Linked DNA regions of Mus musculus: all the other regions are linked to region 5. The links are chromatin contacts, called in public promoter capture Hi-C maps. All regions are on one chromosome and are shown on one strand. The core of a region is the stretch at or near the end of the contact, and the rest is flanking DNA. Distances in the headings are between cores, read along the strand shown.

Region 1 (2,700 bases), core at 16-2,515, 820 kb after region 5:
GCTGGGAACCAATCCAGGTCCCTCTGCAAGAGCAATAAGTGCTCTTACCTGTGAGCCGCCTCTCCAGCCCGAACGAGGCTTTAACTTTAAAAAGTGTCCTTTAACGCTATGTCTGGCTCCACTGTTATCTCCTGTTTTGAAAACTTCTGCCTCAGACTATCATGTCATGTCGCCTGTCAAGCTTCTACTCCAGAGGGTTACAGAACTGCCTCTAGTTACATCCTATGTAAGAGGATGCATCTGAGATGTCTGAATTTCTTTCTTTTCAGCCACCAGGAGCTATCCATCAAGTCTCCCCACTCTGAGTTGTCAGTTTCTCAGTGCTGTCTATGCTAAGTGCACACTACCACTGAGCCACACTTCCAGTACCACCAACGGAGTCTTTGATGTCATCCCTAAACTGACTCTATCCTGTTATCCGTATCCTCTTAGCTTGATCTCCAGTCCAACTGTTGGGATTTACTGATTCTGTGCAGAAAGAGCAGCAAATGTGCTCATGAGATTAACAAAAGACCCAAGAGCATTTGTAGCAGTTACAGTATTCTGTTCATAATAGTCTTTTTCCGATTTACTGTATATGTGTGACCACTTTGCCTGCATGTACATCATGCACGTCTAGCCAGAAATGGGCCATCTTCGGGGTGAGACTTGGGGCAATCACTTACTTCCCAGATATACAGATTTCTAAGAGGAATCAGAACTTTCCTCCAGGAGTGAGGCTAGGTCGTCTTTTTTAGGTTCCTCACATCACTATGAAAACTCTTGTCTCTCCCCTTAGTGGGCATTCTCCCGATGTAACTAGCCCAGTGGTTTCCTGGTTTTGACTTCGGGCCGGTTAGGGGGCCTCTCACCTCACTCCTCTCAGCCCGGGACAAACCGCACTAGGCTGGGAGCGCATTTCTGCTGCTGTCTGGTCTCCCGCCCACCAGCAGCCCTGAGGCTCGGCCCGGGTAGCGTCCTCAGGCTGAAGAGCGGCGCAGGGGGCGGGCGTCGCGGACTCTGGTCACCCGCGCCCAGCTCTCCCTCCATGGTGCCCGGCCCTCGCACAGGCCCCTCGGCTCACCTGCAGCTGAGGGTAGCACCCAAGGCGCCCCGGCCACCAGCACCAGGGCCGCCGCGCCCACGACAGCGAGCATCGTCTTGGGAGGCCGGGCGGCGGCTCACATTCTCCTCCTTCTCCTCAGCAGCACCGCGGAGCTGGAGACTACCTCTGGGCAGCTAGGCCCTCCGCGACGCCCCGCCCCCTCCAGCGCCCCGCCCCTTCCGTGAACGCCCCCGCCCCTCCACCCAGCACAGCTTCTCCGCTGACGCCACGCTCTCTCCGCGAGCAAGCGGCTCGGAAAGTACCGGGCGCGGTCCAGTCAAGGCCTGGGGACTTTGAGGTCCCTGCCACGCTCCGCCCCCACTTCCGGAAAGACTGCCCAGCATTGTCCTTAGACTCCTGAGAGGAAAGCGGGGTGCAGTCAGTGCGCCTGCGCAGCCCCTCCTCCTTCCGGGCTCAGCTTCCTGTTTTTGTCCGGAGGGGGTTCGGAGGCGTTGCCCCGGGGGTTACTAGTCCACTGGCTCGAATCCTGGTGTGGGGATCCCTGGAGGCCGTGGATCAAATGACTCTGGGACCTGGAAGGCGCCGGCAACACTTTTATCTCAACTGCACAAGATCTTTATACTTGATTCCCTGATTTTGTGGGATGGTTTGCTGTTGTGACTCGCTCAATCTTTGGGTTTTGAATTATGCAGCGTTTGGATCTTTTGTCTAATAATGTGGTTTTAGGCTGGTTTTATGTGTATGAGTGTTTTGCATGCATGCATGCATGCATATATGTGCACCGTACATATATGCGTGCCTGGTACCCATGGAGGCCAGTAGAGCGCAGATACCCTGGTATTAAAGTTACTGATCTTCCGAGCTACCATGTTTGTACGCCAGTCCTCTGCACGTGCCCTTAAACCACTGAGCCCTCTCTCTACCCCCTTAACTCCGTCTCTGTCTGATTACTATCTTATAAAGAAACTTATTTGTTGGGCCGGGCGTGGTGGCGCACGCCTTTAATCCCAGCACTCGGGAGGCGGAGGCAGGCGGATTTCTGAGTTCGAGGCCAGCCTGGTCTACAAAGTGAGCTCCAGGACAGCCAGGCCTATACAGAGAAACCCTGTCACGAAAAACCAAAAAAAGAAAAAAAAAAAAAAAAAAGTAAGAAACTTATTTGTTATGCCGGGCGTGGTGGCACATGCCTTTAATCCCAGCACTTGGGAGGCAGAGGCAGGCGGTTTCTGAGTTCGAGGCCAGCCTGGACTAGAGAGTGAGTTCCAGGACAGCCAAGGCTCCACACACAAACCCTGTCTCAAAAAAAAAAAAAAGAGTTCCTCTCTGCTTCCTCACCATCATTCGTCAGATTTCTTGTCAGCCATTCTGACTAGGGTGGGGTAGAATGGCAAAGCAGTGTCAGTGTGCATTTTGCTGGTGGCTCAGGACATTAAGTTCTTTAAAGATAGTTACTGGGTGCATATTTCAGCGTTTGAAAACTGTGTTCGATTTATTGGGCCATTTGTTCCTGGTAGATTCATTTCCTTATTTTCTGAAGTTCTTTATGAATTTGAGATATCAGAGCCTTGTCTGAGGTATAGCTGGACAGGCTTTTTGCCCATCCTGTAGCCTGTGTGATGCACAGATAGTCTCCCTTGATGTTCAGCTCTGTAACT
Region 2 (2,700 bases), core at 49-2,548, 680 kb after region 5:
TCAGGCAGCACAGCCAAACTCCCACAATGCTTGGCTCTCATGATGGTCACAACAGAATACTATTTAGACACATTGAGTGTGAGCGGCTACTATATACACATTAGTTATTCAAGATTGAGATAGCCCAACCTGTAAAGACTCTACCTTCATTCAAGCTTGACCACCAGGATCCACACGACAGAAGCAGACAACCAACTCCACCAGTAGAGACCACAGCATACAAAACACGAAACTACACATACAAAACATAACCGGTGTAATAAGATTTTCAAAGCCAGATGTGGCACGCACCTTTCATCTCAGCGCTTGGGAGGCAGAGGCAAGTGGGTTCAAGGCCAGCCTGGTCTACAGAGTTTCAGACTAGACTGGCCTCAAACTCACAGAGATCCACCTGACTCTGCCTTTATATGCTGGGATTAAAAGTGTGCCGCTAATTTTTTTAAAACTGTATCTTTAGGATGGAGTGCGGTGACATGTCTTTAACCATTCAAGAGACAAGAGGCAGGGAATCCCAGCACTTGGGAGGCAGAAGCAGGTGGATTTCTGAGTTCAAGGCCAGCCTGGTCTACAGAGTGAGTTCCAGGACAGCCAGGGCTACACAGAGAAACCCTGTCTCAAAAAAACCAAATAATAATAATTAATAAAAATAAAATAATAAAGAATAAAATAAAACCAAAGACACATTTTTCCCTTCTTTTCCAACCCCTGGCTATGTGCGGTGCTCAATGGGGTGAGGTATCGTACAATACGCAGAGCCCTGACAGAACTTGCCTTGCATGCATAAGCCCTTGGTTTTATATCCCCAACATTCCATAAACAAGTAGCAATTTTACTGTGTAATCCCAGCACCTGGAAAACGGAAGCATGGAGGATGTGCAACCCAAAATCCCTCTTTACTACATAGCGAGTGTGAGGCCAGCCTGGGCTAAGGGAGACAGTGTCAAAAAACAAGAGCCATCCACCCAAACAAACTTGGCTGGGCCAGGCAGTGGTGGCGCACACCTTTAATCCAAACTTGGTTGAAGGAAAGACCATCTTTCTAGGCTTAAAGAAGCCTACTGACGGTGCAGGTGTCCCATAGAGGCAAACGGCCTAATCTTCCTCCATTTAAAACAATTTACTGAGGTCAGTGCTCTTCAAATTACATACACGTTGGGGTCACAAATCTATCACAAGCCATAACTCCTCTCCAGGCCCTAATGCCTCTACTCTGCACCTGCCGGAGAACTACATTTCCCACAATCCAAATCGGCCGAACCCTGCCCTCGAAAGCGGGTAGAGGCGGGGCCTATCGCCCCCGGCACAACAACAAGCGTCCAGGGGAGTCTGTCCTCTGTTCCGTGGGGGATGGTTTTATAAGAAAGAGATCGCTGTCCCTGGTGAGGGAAACTACCTGTCGTAGTAAGGTATGAAGAAAGGCTCTGCAGTGTAGCGCGGCAGAGGGTCCAGTAGCCGAGACAGGGACGGAGCGGGCCACGCGTGCTGCGCAAAGGCGCAGCTTGAGCTTCGAGCCGCTGAACCCCCATCACGTCTGTGAAGGTGAGTAGGGGGTGCAGCGGACCGACACTCTTCTGAGGCACCCCTCACCACGGTGAGCATAACCACCGGCATCCCAGACAACTCTAAAATCCACTGACCCCTATATTGTGACATCGGGCTACCATGACTTCTAAAACGCACCTTACATTCAAAGGATCAGTAATCCTCCAGTAAGTACTCCGTTGCCTTTCGTCAGTGTTCAGTATCTTTTTCCACAGGACCATGCGTTTTTAAATACAGCAAAAGCTCTCTCACCCTTTATCGCCCTTCCTTGCCCTGGCACCTAGCAAATAGCGAGGTGCAGACCTTAAAGTCGCTTGCATTCTTGATTCTCAGTCCCATCTGGTGTCCCACTGAGTACCGGTCTGTATGTTCCCTGTTTGATATGCAGCAAGTTAGATACTTGGAAATGGTGACGACCATTCTACACTGTATGCAAAACAAAACAACAACACAAATTGTGCTCAGGGAAATGTGTAATTTGCTGAGTATAGCTAAGCCAAGTGTGGGGCTTGGATGCTCTCCTTTAGTCCCAGCACTCAGGAGACAGAGGCAGGCTGACCTCTGTGAGTTCAAGTCCAGCCTGGTCTACATAATGAGTCCCAGGACAGCCAGGGCTATGTAGAGAGACCCTATCTCAAAAACAAACAAGCAAAAAGCAGTTAAGCTTTACTGTGCCCCAAACCTAACCATTTGCAGTACCTGGTAATGTAAGTTCTTTGGTTAACCTTAAGAGTTGCTTAACCTTCTGGACCCGTTTTCTTATAAAATGAGAAAATTAGGTTAGATGAGTTTTAACAACTTTCTAGATCTAAAATTCTGTGCATTGGATCCGGGCGGAGGTATGCATGTCTTTAATCCCAGAACATGGAAGGCAGGGGCAGGTGGATCTCTCTATGTTTGAAGCCAGCCTGGTCTCCAAAGTGAGTCCAGAACAACCAGAGCTACACAGAGAGAAACCCTGTCTTCAAGCAGTAGACTTCAGTTCCTGTCACACTATGTGATAGCCAAACATCACTGTCATTTTCTAGCTGCACCAAGAAAAGTCATAGATACTTATATATTCTTGTTTAGCAACATTGTTACAAAGAACTGACTTTCTTTTTTATATACATATGGTGTTTTGCCTACACTATGGCTGTGCACCATGTGTGTCCAATG
Region 3 (2,700 bases), core at 55-2,554, 700 kb after region 5:
GACAGGGTTTCTCTGTATAGCCCTGGCTGTCCTGGAACTCACTTTGTAGACCAGGCTGGCCTGGAACTCAGAAATCCACCTGCCTCTGCCTCCCAAGTGCTGGGATTAAAGGCGTGCGCCACCACGCCCGGCTCGGTTTGGTCTTGAATTTGCTGTGTAATCCAGTCTGACTGGAAATAGAAATATGCTTGAGACCATGATCATACCCAAGCTGAGACATTTTGGAATGCAGGGATCACAGGCATGTATCACCACACCTGTTTATATGATGCTTGGGATACAAGCCAGAGCCTTATGTATTTAAGGCTAAATAATGTACCAACTGAACTACATTCCCTAGCTCTGGGACAGATACCTAAAGATGTTCCCTTCTGCTGCCCCTCTTGCTTGTTAGTGTGTGTGCATAATCCCATACTCCAAAAAGGAATTTATGCAGTGAATATTTATTGAATACCTAAATCCTAGATTATATACAAGAACTACAGGAGTAACAGGATCCAGGATGTCATTTGTGACAGTTACGTGACACAAAAATCTTTTTGCTTTACTCTATCTAGGTGAAGTGTGTTTTTACCTTCAATGTAGTAGTAACTTGGACTTTGCATCTTTCTTTAACTGCATTTATATTCTGTAGGAAATGTGGTTTTTGAAGTTATGCTGAAAAATCCAGAGGCAGTATCTCTAAAGGAGATAAGTAAAGATTTGCTCCCAAAACAAGCCAAAAATCTATTTGGATAGACGGAAAAAGGAATCAGGCTGAAATAGCTATGTAGCTTTGCTTTGCGGGTACCCTCAGAAAACCAGTACTGACTGGGATCCCTGGACCTGTAACTTCATCTTCTGAGGTCTTGGTTTTTGAACGTCTTGGAGTGCGTTCTCGACTCTCGGCAGCTGGTGAACAATGCTCAACTGCTGATATGCAAGAGGACCTTGCGTAATAGGCTTGGGTTCCCCGTACCGGTGCTCTCACCGATGCTGAGGCGCTTGAGTTTACACTACTACCGCAAACCGCAGCAGGAGAGGTCCGGACCTCAGCTCCAGGACGCAGGTAGAGCACCGCGCCAGCCCCGCCCTCAGGAATCAAGCCCCGCCCTCTATCTAATCGGTCGCACTATGATTGGTCTCCGCAGAGCGCACGGGTCCAGCCCCGTTCCGCCTCTGAGGTCCCGGTCCCGCCTCCAGGGGTTATGCCCCGCCCACGCAGGCCACTTGCTGCAATCCCATTGGTTCCTGCGGTGCGCACGGCGCCTCGCCCCCGCCCCACCGGCGCCCTGGCCTCCCGCCCGCCGCCGGCCCCCGGCTCCCGGACTGAGGTTGATCGGGCCGCTGCTTCCCGGACAGACGCGCGCCCTCGACGTCCCTGCTCCTGCCTGGGCTCGGTGTAGACTTCGCAGGTAGCCGGGTGAGTGCGGTTGGCAGGTCTCGGGTTTCTGTGATCTGCCGATCGAACGCAGGGCGCCGGCCCGGCGCGGCCTGAGGTTCTGTGGCGCCGCCCGTGTCGGTGCCAAGGAGCGCGCGGGCGACCGGCGGGGCCCGGCCTGCGCCCGCGTCCTCTCGGCGCCCCGTGGCCCTGACGCCGCCGTGACCCGCGCTCAGCCGAGGCAGGCCGCTCCGCCGCGCATCTCGTCCTGAGTCTGGGGAGGTCCCCAAGGCGATCGGTAGGGGATGGAGGTCCTGTGGGGCACCGCCGCAGCCGCCACCGAGGCCCCACGAGCGTCTGGGGACGAGCGACCCTCCCGTTTGCTCGGAGCCGTTGCCAGGAACTGTCCTTGTATCCTTGACTTTCCCCTCCATCCTGCAAGCGCTGGGGGGAGAGGGAGGAGAGGGAGGAGAGGGAGGAGAGGGAGGGAAGTCTTTGGGAATTCATCCTAAGTGGCGAGTGGCCTTTTCAGAGAAGTAGCAGAGCAGTGGTCGTTGTAGGCTAGGCCATTTTGGTCTTTAGCCAGTAAGTTGGTTTTCACCACTGGAAGGTACTTGAGCCTGAGAGGTGGGTAGATACGTGACCTTTCCGACCGTAGCAGCAGAGGGCTGGGCTCGCTCTTCCACCTTGCTGCTGCGATGGGAGGAGGGGCGTGGGAATTCAAACCTCTCGCTGGAGTAGATATGCTCACCCTCAACAACATCCACCCCCCTACCCCCCCGTGCATCCTTCGCGCTCCAACTCTTCACCCTATTTGTACCACAAATCCCATTTCTAGATAATTCCAGGGGCGCTTATTCCCAGGCTTCTCATCCTCCTTTCTCGTTTGTCTTTTCTACCTGTGTGCGGCTTCCAAAAACCAGAGCCAAGCAATTTAAACACTTAAACGAGCATAGTGTTCAAAGACTTCCTGATCCTAAAAATGAAACCCAGAGGTTAATTTGCATAGCGATGCTTCAAGAAAAGCAGGTTTAATCGGAACGGGGTGAGGATGTAGTTTTTTCCTCTTCAGGAGACACACCCTTTGATCCTCCCCATTCTTCCTCTATCAGCTAGACAGCAGCCTTCAACGCTATTGCGTTGTTTGGTTTTGGTTTTGGTTTTCTAAATTCACTACTGGGGTCAATTGATTAAAGAATCAATCTTGCTTAGTCCTTATGTGTCTTTTAATGTAATAAACATTGAAGAAGATTATCAAGTAAAGTTTTCAGACAATACAGAAACAGCAAATAAAAAGTGAAACCCTCCAGCACGCCTTAAATCCCAGCACTCAGGCAGGT
Region 4 (2,700 bases), core at 158-2,657, 550 kb after region 5:
AATCTTTTCTCTTCTTTCTGGTTGGTAGCAAAACGCCTAAGAAGGCTCAAATGGGATAAATGCCTGATTCGAATACTTACAGAGTTTGGAGAAAGCTGTGAAAATGTGTCTCATTTCAAGGGGTCAGAAAGCCGTGCACAAGGGCACTCTTCAGCGGGAAAGTCCAACCAGCAAACAGGACCAGAAGCACCAGAGCACGAGGTCTGACTGACGCCTATAGCTCACCCTCACTTCTCAGCCAACCCCTAGGGCTGACTAGCTAGCTAGGGCCCCTGCCCAGCCCAACCCCTTCCCCAACCTCTCAGTGCAGTACTACGATGAGGTAAGGGGTAGGCTTTGCAAGTAGAAATGCCACGCAAACATTGCCCGAGAGCTGCATTAGGCAATGTTTGTAAGAAAAAACACACACCCTAGTGCTAACAGGGCAGACATTGTGAGTCCAAAGGCCATATGTGCCACCTACCAGCCTCTACAGTGAGGTTGAGCTACTCAACTATATTATACTCTGGATATAAAATGAAAGTGACAGTACCTGTTCTGCCATTTGGGGGACAACTACCCGCAGAATTATCTAGAATACTGCCTAGGCATGAGAAATAGTAAATATTAGTTGTCACTGTCATATTTAAAATATATTACACACTTTAAAAGTTTGAGGGGCTAAGTATGGCAAAGTTAATGTAAAATGTGTTCTTGCCTAAACAAGAAATGATGATGTCCTGAAAAGAACACTGGGTTACAAACCTAGTCACTCCTGAGCAGTAACAAAGTCATCTGGCTCTGTTTGCATAGACTGGAGATCCCAAAGAGCACACACACACACACACACACACAGACACACACACACACACACACACACACACACACACACAGACACACACAGACACACACATACACACACACACACACACACACACAGACACACACATATACACACACACACACACACACATATACACACACACACACACATACACACACACACACACATATATACACAGACACACACACACACACACACAGACACACACACACACAGACACACACACACACACACAGACACACACACACACACACACACACAGACACACACAGACACACACAGACACACAGATACACACACACACAGACACACACACACACACAGACACACACACACACACACACACACAGACACACACACACACACAGACACACACACAGACACAGACACAGACACACACACACACACACACACACACACACACACACAGACACACACACACACGCACACACACACACACCAGCACCTAAACCACTGGCCACAAAGGGACGGAGTTGTTACTTTTTGGAGAGCTGCCAGTGTACTGGGTGAAGGGGAGTAGCAGCAAGCACTGTTATGTATAGAGCAAGGCGAGCCCGCAGGCTGCTTCCGGCTAGCCCCTGGGGACCAGTCTGCATTGCTATGATGTTGTTGCACTAAAAGCAGATGTCAAAACCTTCACAGCCTGCTTTCTTTTCTCACCTTTTCTAGGGGTTATAAGACAAGAATGATGAAATATTTCATTGAACTGAAAAGATTTCCTAAAATGACCCAAACTAAGGTTAAAGTAAGTTATTTTAGGAAACTCAGCGCTACAGTAAGCTAGGAATAAGCATCATGTTACACTCCTGTCCTTTATTGAATAACGATGTAGCACACATAAAACTCACCACTCTAGCTCAGTGACATTTAATACGTGCACCAATGATGTGCAACAATCACTTCCAGAACCTGGAAGGGAGCCCCAACACAGTGCCGCTGTGAACGCTCACTTTCATGTGAACACCTGCTTTCTATTTTGCTGCCTGTGTGCGTAGGAATGAATTTGCAGGGCCATATGATAACTCCGTATTTAACTACTGACAAGCAAGCGCTTGCTTTCTGCTTGCTTTGTCGAACACTGACACTCCCACCAACAGCCTGTGAGGTGAGGACTCTGCTTGGCTAGCATCCAGGCCAGCACTTGGCACCTTCCTTTTGTTATTTAAACAGTAGCCATCCTAGTGAGAAGTGCAATCTTGTTTCCATCATGTAGAGCATCTTTCACGAGTTTGTTGTCCATTTGTTTATTTTCTTTGGAAAAATGCCTATTCATACCTCTCCCCACTTTTTAACTTAGCTGTTTATCCTTTTAATGTTGACTTGCAAGCACTGTGTCCAGTATTTTCTGAGTCAGTGGACCGCTTGAAGCCTATCATGCAGCTAGCTGGCCCTCTTCTTTCTTCCAAGCTTAAAGGAAAAGGCAGTTCTTCCAGATAACGAACAACTGAGGAGCAATGTGAGGCCTGATAATCTACCTGCAAGTAAGAAATACACAATACCTCCCATTTTTGTCTTAAAGCCCACACTCCAGGCATGTATTAAGGTGATGGTGAGACTGTCATTTCCTATGCAGAGGCTCTGTGCTAACTGCCTGACCACCCTTACAACAGCATGACCAGAACGCCATCAGTCCTGTTGGTGAGGCAGGGACACCGCACAGTTAAACATGCCAAGGCTGCAAAGAAGCTGCAGTTTCTTCCCTCTGCCACCTCTCACACCTTTTGAGCTTGAAATGGTAACATGCCTTGCCCCATCACTTGAAATTAGGTCTGTGTGGGAAAATACCAATAGCCATACTGCTGACTGTACAAGTCTTTTAAGTAAACTGTTGGTTCTAGAAGTTGTTCTGTTAGATA
Region 5 (2,700 bases), core at 58-2,557:
GCCTGTAACCCTAGCACTTGGGAGGTGGAGGTCAAGGGATGGGAGTTCAAGGTCATCTAAGGCTACAGAGAAAGACTGAGCTGGAGGCCAATCTCAGATGCACAGAATCCTGCCAAGGAAGGAGAAAGAGAAGAAAAAGAGAAGAGGAAGAGAAGGAGGAAAAAGTAAAAGCAAAGGGGAATCTGTACTGCTATGGAGTGGGTGGGGTGGGTAGAGGAGAGCGAAGGGCCCAGAGCAGCCAGGTTCATTTTCACCCACTACTTTAAATTTCAAGGCAGCTTGCAAGCTTTCTGCAAATGGGGATAACCAAGAAAGCTAAACATAGCAGTGAGCTGTCTGCTCTGATATCACGGACTCCTGGTGCCATTCAGAAGCAAGCAGCAGCTGGCAGCAGAGGGTGAGCCAAAGCCACTGGGGTAAGGACAGCTGGAGGCCATTAAAATATATGAAATGCAGGGAGCTGTCCAGGCTTAACCCTTAACGACAGAAAATAAAACTGTTTGTAGTTTTGATCTTTATTGCAAAGTATCCTGCCAGGTTTTATTCTAGAAACAAAGAAGACATTCACTCACTTTGATTATACCAATTTAAACGACGTGGACAATAGTCTGCTCACAAGCTCCGTGTGCTCCTTGGCGAGGCTAACAGAGTCGAGGGTGCACCTATCTCAGCATATAATGCACTCACCTATCCTAGCAGCTTGTGTCAACTGTCTGAAGCCGTTTTCACTCCCAGTCTCTACCCCTTTCACTCCAATTCCTCAGCCAACCATTTAAAGTATCGGTAGGTTCAAATCGCCATGACCCCTGGACCTCACTTAGCCCACTCAGCACAGGCCTTGGTTTTCAAGAAACCCAGAAGCACCTTATCCGGGTGGGTGGCCAGATTCCAAATTTCAAGGCTTTGGGGAGCCTGTGAGTTATGGTGCACTTCCCTACTAGATGAAACGACACGCCTTGTTTAAGCAACTTTGGCGCCTTTGCGATCTGGGGCACCACAGGATCAAACGGGGATTTGCTATCCCTGGATACTTGGGAGTGCCCAGTCCCAGGTTCTCGCCCCCAGGCATTGCCTCCACGGGGGTGGGGGGTGGGTAGAAGGCCAGGAGTTATCATCGCTCCCTTCCTGCGTCACCAAAACAAGGCGACAAGACTATTAGAGTTCCCAAGGGCTATGTAGCCGTAGGCAGCAAGTGTCATCATGGGAGAAACAAGAACGCGGGATGACCAAGGGATTCCCCAGAGCCCCAAAGACTCACACACTTACACTCAGGGCGGCGGGGCCTCCTCGCTTGCTGCTCACAAACCACGACTCCCACAATCCCGTCGTGAAAACTACAAGTCCCGAAATGCACCGCTCGGAACGGAAGCGCCATCTTGAAAGGCACCACTTGATACGCAGGCGCAGTGGCTTTAGGGCGCCCGCAGATTCGCTAGTATTAAGGAGCGTGTTTCTCCAAGCGCAGGCGCTATGGGCTTCAGGCCAGTTGCGCAGGAATCTGAGGCTACTGCAGAAATCCAAGTAGGAACCCTGAGGGTGGTCCGCAGGGGTTAGGGTTCGGCCTAGGACCCTTTGTTCATGTCCACTGGTCATTGACTCCTGTTCTATACAGCTGAAGACAATAGGTCCCAGGTTTTTTGTTTTGTTTTCCAGGCTTAGCATTCCTCCAAGGGGACAGACAAGAAGAATGCATCCCGGTTGAGATAACCGATAGATACCCAGATTTTAGGTTCCCAGTTTCATTTCTAGCCAGTGAATCCCCAAAGTGCCGGGTGGGGAGACGCAGACAGCAGCCCTGTCCAAGGCTCTGGAGAGGCAAAGTTCTCACCGAGACCTCCACCTCATCTCCCTCTTCTGTGGAGGGGGGAGCGGATGCCCGGTGCTGACACTAATTGCGGGGTGAATTCTTGGACCCAAGAAAGTTAGCTTCAGATCTCATCATGCCTCTTTGTGGAGATGAAGTTGAAAATGTTAGCGTGCAGAGGGTTTCACAGACCTGGTTGTGCTAACAAGAGAATATCACGTTGAGACTGTCGTTTAATTTAACTCTACAAGGCCTATAAAAGGACACACTATAATTGTAATATTTCACAAATGATGAAACGGAAACACAAAGGATTTTTTTTTCTTTCCCGAGGCTGAGGCCAGCTCGTGCCAGACCTGGGGCTCGCCATAAGTTGCGAGACTGGGATCAGCCCCTATCACCTGTTCCTTTTGCAATAGCTTTGAATCTGCACTGAAGTACTACTCAGATGTGTAGAACTAGCAGACTAAGCAGAAAGACTCTAAAGGGAACATGGATAGAAAAACAACAGCAACCCAGCTGTTTGACTTGGCATTTTCATTTAGAAAGCTTTGGTTGAAGTTGATACTGGAGGGAGAAGCTGGGGTAAATGGATCAACAACTGGATGCCCATCCAACTTGTTAGTTATCTCCTGTTAACACAACAAAATGCTTGACAGAAGCAGCTTAGGTTATCTAGACTAGGTGAGTAGAGTCCACAGCTGGGAGGAGAGTGATGGAGGCTTGACCTCTCTTGGTCTTCTCCTTCAGGTTCCATCCAGGATCCCAGCCCAGGGAATGGTGGCACCCATTTAGAATGTTTTCCCACCTCATGTAACCCAATCTATATAATTCCCACAGGCATTCCCAGAGGTGTGGCTGTTACCCTAGTCTAGATCCTGTGATGTTGCCCATAT

Evidence for each region. Promoter capture Hi-C pulls out the DNA fragments that hold promoters and counts their contacts. Capture Hi-C pulls out chosen DNA fragments and counts their contacts.
Region 1: a promoter capture Hi-C map of liver shows a contact between it and region 5, with 2.5 times the contacts expected there. The contact joins the promoter of Ifnar1 here to the promoter of Smim11 in region 5. A contact is called at or near these places in 4 of 39 promoter capture datasets (hippocampal neurons, liver, pre-B cells and 1 more).
Region 2: a contact with region 5 is called in a promoter capture Hi-C map of pre-B cells, with 2.9 times the contacts expected there. The contact joins the promoter of Dnajc28 here to the promoter of Smim11 in region 5. A contact is called at or near these places in 6 of 39 promoter capture datasets (3T3-L1-derived adipocytes, frontonasal cranial neural crest, hippocampal neurons and 2 more).
Region 3: a promoter capture Hi-C map of adipose tissue shows a contact between it and region 5, with 2.2 times the contacts expected there. The contact joins the promoter of Tmem50b here to the promoter of Smim11 in region 5. A contact is called at or near these places in 2 of 39 promoter capture datasets (liver and pre-B cells), 2 of 484 Hi-C or Micro-C datasets (CD8 T cells and embryonic stem cells) and 1 of 9 other capture datasets (adipose tissue).
Region 4: a contact with region 5 is called in a promoter capture Hi-C map of pre-B cells, with 2.1 times the contacts expected there. The contact joins the enhancer-like site here to the promoter of Smim11 in region 5. A contact is called at or near these places in 7 of 39 promoter capture datasets (3T3-L1-derived adipocytes, the C10 cell line, frontonasal cranial neural crest and 4 more), 3 of 484 Hi-C or Micro-C datasets (CD4 T cells, LSK cells and regulatory T cells) and 3 of 115 datasets of contacts at active chromatin or transcription factors (astrocytes, embryonic hindbrain and microglia).

Annotation. Positions count from the first base shown.
Region 1 is chr16:91,483,780-91,486,479 of GRCm38.p6, reverse strand. Ifnar1 (interferon (alpha and beta) receptor 1) reads right to left here and starts at 1,265. Exons shown (of 11, transcript NM_010508.2): 1 at 1,064-1,265. The coding sequence starts at 1,136.
Region 2 is chr16:91,617,597-91,620,296 of GRCm38.p6, reverse strand. It overlaps Dnajc28 (DnaJ heat shock protein family (Hsp40) member C28), which reads left to right and starts at 1,298. Exons shown (of 2, transcript NM_138664.2): 1 at 1,298-1,539.
Region 3 is chr16:91,596,284-91,598,983 of GRCm38.p6, reverse strand. It overlaps Tmem50b (transmembrane protein 50B), which reads left to right and starts at 1,304. Exons shown (of 7, transcript NM_030018.3): 1 at 1,304-1,402.
Region 4 is chr16:91,745,433-91,748,132 of GRCm38.p6, reverse strand. The region is part of intron 1 of Itsn1 (intersectin 1 (SH3 domain protein 1A)); the gene reads right to left. Among named protein-coding and RNA genes, the nearest start is that of Itsn1, 17 kb to the right of the region's middle. Within about 2 kb of position 1,407, at least 102 of the 459 cell types and tissues checked have an H3K27ac peak or open chromatin away from gene starts, as enhancers often do. A contact at or near this core is called in liver and pre-B cells, where this site is marked.
Region 5 is chr16:92,299,910-92,302,609 of GRCm38.p6, reverse strand. Smim11 (small integral membrane protein 11) reads right to left here and starts at 1,307. Exons shown (of 4, transcript NM_138743.2): 1 at 1,267-1,307.